2 separate regions of the Neogale vison genome follow, and region 1 is linked to region 2. Evidence: chromatin contacts called from public Hi-C data. All regions are on one chromosome and are shown on one strand. The core of a region is the stretch at or near the end of the contact, and the rest is flanking DNA. Distances in the headings are between cores, read along the strand shown.

The links. A called contact is a pair of places that touch in the nucleus more often than the background predicts.
Region 1: a Hi-C map of muscle shows a contact between it and region 2, with 5 times the contacts expected there. The contact joins the promoter of LKAAEAR1 here to the promoter of PCMTD2 in region 2. A contact is called at or near these places in 2 of 3 Hi-C or Micro-C datasets (fibroblasts and muscle).

Annotation. Positions count from the first base shown.
Region 1 is chr8:215,064-218,828 of ASM_NN_V1, reverse strand. LKAAEAR1 (protein LKAAEAR1) reads right to left here and starts at 2,240. Exons shown (of 3, transcript XM_044262609.1): 1 at 1,714-2,240; 2 at 1,386-1,508; 3 at 1,250-1,309. The coding sequence starts at 2,097. The coding sequence ends at 1,250. It overlaps LOC122915872 (a long non-coding RNA gene), which reads left to right and starts at 1,764. Exons shown (of 3, transcript XR_006386099.1): 1 at 1,764-1,839; 2 at 2,234-2,394.
Region 2 is chr8:85,335-88,696 of ASM_NN_V1, reverse strand. It overlaps PCMTD2 (protein-L-isoaspartate O-methyltransferase domain-containing protein 2), which reads left to right and starts at 1,667. Exons shown (of 6, transcript XM_044262598.1): 1 at 1,667-1,769.

The DNA.
Region 1 (3,765 bases), core at 991-3,490, 130 kb before region 2:
ATGAGATCTGCGTTTACCAAACAGAATGGCCCTAGGTGGTCAGTACATGCCCAGGAGACAGAGTGCTGGGGTCCTGGAGAGTCAGGGCTGCCCGTTATCCTTTTCATGACAGAGAGAACGCCTCCCTCTCCCTGGTGATTTGTTTTCAGCGCAGGCCCCCTCCTCTGCCCCTGCTCCCCACCCCCTGCTCAACCACGCCCCTCCCCTCATGACTGCCCGACTGCCCCGCACAGCTCTCCCCTTCCTCCTAGACCTGCCGCAGACTCCACAGGACCGAGGCCGGGGCAGCAACAGCACAGAAAGGGTGAAGGGTCAGGTACAGGGGGAGAAGGGCTTCCTGAGGGCCACTCAGCAGGCTTCCCTGGCCCTCCGGGGGGGGGTTGTCTCAAAACTTTCAGCCCCCACCACTGTGGCCATCTAAGGACTAGGAGGGAAGAAAGGTGAGACATGGCCAAGTTCTAGGCTCAAAAATTGTGTGTCAGCGAGAACAGTAAGTTCTCTACAGGAGAATCTGTCTACCAAGTTCAGTGTTTGGAGCCTCCGCGGGAGGGTTGGTCAGAACGGGACACGGGTGGTTTCCTTCCCTGTGTGTGCGTCTGTGTGTAAGGGGCACAGGGCAGAGCTGCGGAGGTTGTTCAGGATGAAAAGGTGATTTTCTGTCTGGAGAAGCAGGGGCCTTCCCGAGTCGGTCTCCCGTTCCCCAGTCTCCCCCACCATGGTCCCCCGGAGGACCCCGGGGGCACAGCTGGCTCCAAATGCCACCTTAGGCTTGTGCAGTCCCTCGTCCTGCCCAGAATGTCACCCTCCTCTCTGACCCCTGAAGGAATAACCTACAAATGTGGGGTCCCACTTGGGCCCCACTTTCTCCCTGAGCTTGCTCTTCACTGCTGGGGTTGGGACAGTGGTTGGCCCCGTTCTTACTCCTGTTCCCTCAGACAAGGGGCTGTCCGAGACCCGCAGGGCACCAGGTTGCCTGATTGGGGCAGCGCGGGATTTGAGGGATTACCAGCGTCCGATGTTGATCTGAACCTGCCCCTCCTTCTACTTTGTTGGACCCCCCTCCCCCACTCCCCCATCCGCGCCATGTATCCAGATGTCTGTGACATCGGATGCCAGGGAGGCTGCATCCACACTGTCCCTTTCCTTCTCGGGGAGCCTGGAGAGAGGCAGCGTAACGACCAGGGGATGCTTGGACAATGAGAACTTTATGTGGGAAGGTGGGGCGCGTTGGCACACTGTGGGGTCCCAGTCAACGTGGGAAGATGCTGCCATCAACTTGCTCCTCCAGGATGGTCTCCACGCGCCTCCTCTGCGGGTGAAAGGGGCTGGGGCCAGGTGCGCGGGAGAGGAGCGCGGGGAACCCCCCTTCCCGGGCCTCAGCGTACCTCTTGCCGGTCCAGGGGGTCGGGGATCCGCGTCGGCCTCAGCCGCGGCGGCAGGAACAGCTCCAGCCGGAGGGCGGCGCGCGCGGACTTCTGCTGCAGGACGAGGAGCGCGATCTCCTCCGCCTGCGGGTCGGGCCGGGGGTCAGGGCTGTTTCCGAGTCTACGCCTCAATCTGCTTTGCTCCGCCCGCCCCGGCCCCTCCCGCCGTTTGACCCCCCCCCCCACCCGCCAACAACTTTCCTCCGCGGACCAGGCCGGGTCTCCCCGCCCCGCCCGCACCCCAACCCTCCCGCCCGCGCGCCCCTTGCTTCCGGGCTCCGGGCCTCACTCGCATGCGGATGTAGCGCAGCCGCAGGGCCCGGATCCGTCCTCGGGCCTCGGCTGCCTTGAGGACGCCGAGCAGCAGGTCCTGGCGCGCCGCGGGCAGCTCGAGGGACTGCGTCCAGCCGCGCAGGTCGGGCATGCGGTCCCCCAGCTCCACTGACTCGCGGGGGAAGAGGGAGGCGGCCGCGCCCACGTCCTCCCGCAGGTCCCCGAAGAGCATGTGACGGCGACGCTGCGGGGGGCGCATGGCCGCCAGCCCCTCCAGCGACGCGGCCCAACCCGGCTTGGGGGGCTCCGCCGCGGGCGGCCCCTTGGCTCGCTCCTCACGGGACCCCTTCCCCGCGCGCTCCCGCGGGCCCCTGCGCCCGGCCTCCTTCCGCGCCTGCATCCTGGGCCTGCGGGGGGAGAGTGAGTCCCACTGGGCACCTGCCAGCCCCTCTGGCCTGGCCCCTCTCCATTCCCCGCAGCTGGCTTGAGGTTCCGCACCTCCAGCCTCTGCGCCTTTTTTTTTTTTTTCCTTTAAGATTTATTTATTTGAGAGCGCACGGGCGCGCGCAAGGGGAGCAAGAGGCAGAGGGAGAGACACTCTCAAGCAGATTCCCGCGCTGAGCCGGGAGCCCCACGCGCATCCGCTCACGACCTCAGCAGAAATCAAGAGTCGGTGCCCCAGACTCTGCACCTTTGGGTGAGCCTAGCACACGTCCTATTTATCCTTGCAGTCAGCCAGAAATTTCTGATTTACTTAACTTCAGAAAATTCCCTTTCTGCCCACGGGCTGCTTCTCTGTCCCCTGAGAAAATGCTGAGACCCCTGAGTTGACCTCCAGCCCTACACAGGAGTGGAGGCCAGTGTTAGACTGATGTGAGTGAGGCTTGGTGGACCCTTCCCCACAATTCTGGAACCCTTGATGTGCCCCAGGCCCCCATGGCTGTGGTAGCCAGTCAGCGGACCCCCAGACCCCTGGAACCCGAGGGCTGCTCTAGTCTAGGGGCTGGAGATGGAGGGGGTGGGCAGGGGAGACGTGTGTGCGAGTGTTTGTATGTTCTTGTATGGGTCCATCTGTGCGTCTGTGGAAGGTCCTACATGTGTTCCAGGGGCGCTGAAAGCGGAATGGTCAGCTGGCTTGCTGCCCAAGGTGGGGTGGGGGTGGGATAATGGGGGACCCCGCCCTCCTGGCCTGTCCCTGCTGGGTCTGGATGCAGGAAGGGAGAGCAGAGCCCAGGGTGGTGATAGACCAGTTAGGTCCCACAAGTGGGGAGAGGGAAATTCCCCTAGGGTCCTGGCTCAGTCCTGCAGGGCCCCTTCTCAGCCCAGAGCACCTCCGGCCCCAGTCCCTGGGCTTCATCCTGGCCACTGTGCGCAGGAGGCAGAGCCACAGCATGGCATCTACTGGCGGCCAGCTCCCTCCCCCACCCCATTCTTAGCTACCCCTCGATCCCCTTCTGTACACCCCATACTTTCCACTTTCTAGGGTCTGAGCCTCCAACTGAGTCCTGACTCCCTGGGGCTTGTTGACACGGTTGCCTGGCAACCAGCAATCCCACCCCCTCCGCCCTCTGGTGGGGAGGGGGAGCCGGGTGGGGGAGGGGAGCCGGGCTGTCCCTGGGGAGGGAAGGGCATGAGCCCAGCGGGGGGGGGGGGGGTGGGGGGGTGGGGGGGTGTCCAGGTTCTCAGAGGGTGCCTCCTTTCCAGGGGCAAAATGTCTACAGCTGTCCGGGCCCCTTCCTGACTGGAGGAAGTGACTGACCGCTTTTCCAGCCCCATGCCCTTTCTTGGTGCCCCGGGGAGCCCCAAACGCACTCTTCGGGGGTCTGTGGGGCCAGCTTCCTGGCTGGAGAGGTCTTGGGGGGGGCTAGTTTTGGGGGCAGAGGGCGTAGCTTATGAGACCTTCCTGTCTGATAGGTTTTTCCTGACGCATGAGCCAAAAGGGTTCCCACAGCCGCTATTGTTCAGAGGAAAGGGAAACTGGGGCAGAGCTCAGGACCCCTCACCTCTTCCAGGGCAAGTTTGGGGTCTCAGGGCTCCTGCAAGTTCCCAGAGCCAGATTTTGCTGAAC
Region 2 (3,362 bases), core at 418-2,917:
CGAGGATGGCTCTACGACCTCTGTAATCTGAAACGGTCACAGATAACCAAAGGTACGCAGGTAGGAAGGACTCTGAGAGGCAGTGTCAAGGTCATGAGATTGGTGGCAAGCCTTATCCTCCCCAGGAGCTATGCTCGTAGCTATTGTAGAGATGGGGTAGGGGGCTACTGGCACCGTGTTCAAAGAAAGGGTTCTGCTGCTAGAAGCTCATCTGGAAAACCACAGGTAAGGCCGGACTGAAGTGAAAGGAAGAGTGGGGTAGAATTTCACCAGGTCTGCCAGGTGGGCCGTGCAGGTGGTTCACAAAGGGATACGCAGCATGTGCGCGGCAGAAGCTGGGTCCCAGGGTGCCGGGGCGCGGTGAGGGGAGGCAGCCTTGAGGACCTGGTCACAGAGCCACAAGGTCACTTTTGAGATGGGAATGACCTTGACTGATGCCCAGCCAAGGTTTCTCAGACCGTCCTACCCTGGAGGGTGGCGTGTGCAGATGCCACGTGCCTGGTCAACATCTCAAGCCTGATGCTGTCAGCACAACTTCCCTGCCGCAGATCAGGTCTAAAGTGAGCCCTTGGGGACTTGGCCTCCTATGTGGTGTCCCACAGGCCGCCGAAGCTTCGCTTGGCCTGTTTCACTAGGGCAACCAGAGCAGACACGTCCCGACCCTGCACTCTCTGTGTGGGACATACGCGGGGGCACACATACCCCAACTCCTCCAGGTCTGTAGGACCTTCCTCTTGCGGCCCAGCATGTCACCCCCGCCCCCCCAAGCAGTGCACTCCTCCTAGAGGCAGGCTTCTCCTCCTTCCTCCCCTGGATTTGGGAAGTTCTTATCTGCATAATGTTCCATTTCATATTATTCCTATTCATATTATTCAAAACCAGTTCTCTTTGCCTTGTAGGACCCAAAGAATTGTACCAGCCTGCCCCTTGCCCAGATGCCACCATCCTCTAGGAATAGAAACCTTGAGAACCCAGGCGCTGGGTCTTTGTGTCACTGCAGATGCCTGCGGCTGTCTATAGCGGAGACGGCTGTGCACACCGGCTCCACGACATGGGAATGTACGGGTTCACGGTTCACTTTGTGGGGCAGATCTTGGATGGGGTCTGCTCCAACTCTGTGTTTCTCCGCTGAGGCCCAGAAAAGAGGTGAAGGGTCTGCGCAGAGGCAGGTGTCCAGCCAGCTGAAGCCCAGGAGGGGTGGGGGCTGCTGTGGCCTCCTCTCAGGTGTGTGCACGGAGGGCGCTGCGGCTCCCTTCTCCTCTCGCGGGGCCGCAGCCATGGGACCCTCTCTTGGCACAGATGGATCCTTCTTGTCCTAGCACCTTGGCTCGAACGTCCCTTCCGTGTCACCCAAGCCAGAGAGCCACCGCCGAGAGTTACTGTCCATCACACAGTTTTTTTCTTTCTTTCTCACCTGTTGGCCCTTCCTCCCTGGGTCCCGGCTCTGCTGGTGCGTGGAAGTCATAACGCTGGCCTGCAGCTGTTCTCGGATCGCTCCCGCTCCAACACCCGGGAAGCGTGCGGGGCCTCCCACGCGCCTCGCGGACGGTCCGCGCCGGGGCCCACCGGCCGCGCCGTCGCCCCTTTAAGAGCCAGACTCGGGCGCACGCGCAGTCGGGCCGTTGCGCGCACAGGCGCAGTGGGGCGGCGGGTGTTTACGGCGGCGGCGGTCGGGAGGCGCAGCCGGGCTGCGGACGGGCGAGGGGCGCCGGAGGAGCTGCAGGTCGCGGCCTAGGCAGCCCGATCTCGCGGGCCGGCCGAGCCCGGAGGTAGAGCCGCCCTCGCCGCCGCCCTCGGCCCGGCCTGTGGCGGGCGGCGGCGTCGCTCCCCCCCACCCCTCCCTCCTCTCCGTCCTCCTCCCCTCCCCCGGTCCCGAGCGCCGGGACCCCTCCTCCGGGGGCCGTCCCCTCCGTTCCGGCGCCCCCCCGGCCTCTCCCCGCCTCCCCCCAGTTCGCGGACGTCTAGCTCCCCTCCCCCCACCGGCGTTCCCCAGCCTCCCCCGCGTCTGCCCTCCCCGTCCCCGGGTTCCCCCTCCTGCGTGTCCCCACGTCCCCCAACCCTCCCGGGGCGCGTGTCCTCTGGAGCGCGGCCCCGTCCCATGCGGCGCTCCGGGGGTGTGTCGGTGGGGGGGGCGTCCTGCTAACCCTCGGGCTCCCCGGGGCCCCCGCGGCCTCTCCCGGGGCCCCTCGCTGGCGCCTCTGGACGGGCGGGAGAGACGCGCGGCCCGCGCCGGGCGCGCCGAGCGGGAGACGTTTGCGGGGAGTCGCGCGGCGCGTGCAGGCGGGTCCGCGTTCGGAACAAATGACCTCGGACCTTTTCCGAAGCGACAGTCTGGGTGCACCCGCGGGCGCACCGGTGGAAGCTGCCCCTGTCGGTCTTGGGTTGCGAGTTCGGGGCCCGTCTTGGGTGTAGGGAGGACGGAACTTCCACTCTCCAGGGCAGAACCATAGGGGCAGTTGTTGCCCTTCCGACTGAGAAGTGGCTCAGAACCCCGGGACTCCAGGCCCCTGGAGAAGGTGGGTGGTTGGGGAAGGAGAGCTTGGCTGGCCTTGGTGCCGGCGCTTCGGGTTTTTCCGTGCCGACGTGTGCTCCAGCGTTGCCCCTCGGAAAAGTGACCCAGATCTCTGCCCGTCCCCTTTGTTCATCACTAGCCTGTCGTGGTTTTCTTCTTTCTTTCCGGCAGGGCAGTGGTCGAAGTCAACGGCTGCGGTTTGGGCGTCGAGTAGACAGTCAAGAATCGGTGCAGTCAGGTTCCTGCAGACAGCCCAGAACTTGGGGCTGTGCTCGGGTCAAGTAGAGCTTTAGAGGTGGAATGAGAGGGGGCCTCTGAGGGGATGGGGTCCGAGCGTAGGCCTCCTGGCCCCCACCTCAGCTTGTACCTAACCTGGGCCATCCCTGGGGGAGACAGGCTGTGGAGGTTCTAAGAACAGGTCAGTATTTGGAATTCTAGTTGTTAGAAAGCTTTTCTGTGTCGAGTAGAAATAATCTTCATCTAACGTGTTCCACGGATCCAGCTTCTGTCAGCTCCAGGAATGGTGTATACAAGGCAGCCTTTCTAGTGTTTGAAGAAAATCCCTCTCTATGAGTTCTGGTTTTCACGGCAAGTCTCTGTTTCTTTTAATTCTTCTGCCAGCAGGAGGTGTGGCTTTGGTTCTGTTTTCTGCTGGTCTCAGCGACCTGCGCCAGCCCCTGCAGTGACTGTAATCCAAGACAGCTTTCAGCAACAGCCGGCAGGAAACGGAAAGAAGAGTAGCGGGTTGTTACCTACAGAACCGGGAAAGCTGACAGCATACCTGGGGTCCCACAGTGAGGTGGGGGCCGTGAAGAGAGTTAGGGCTAGTTTCTGCTTGCATCGGGGTTGA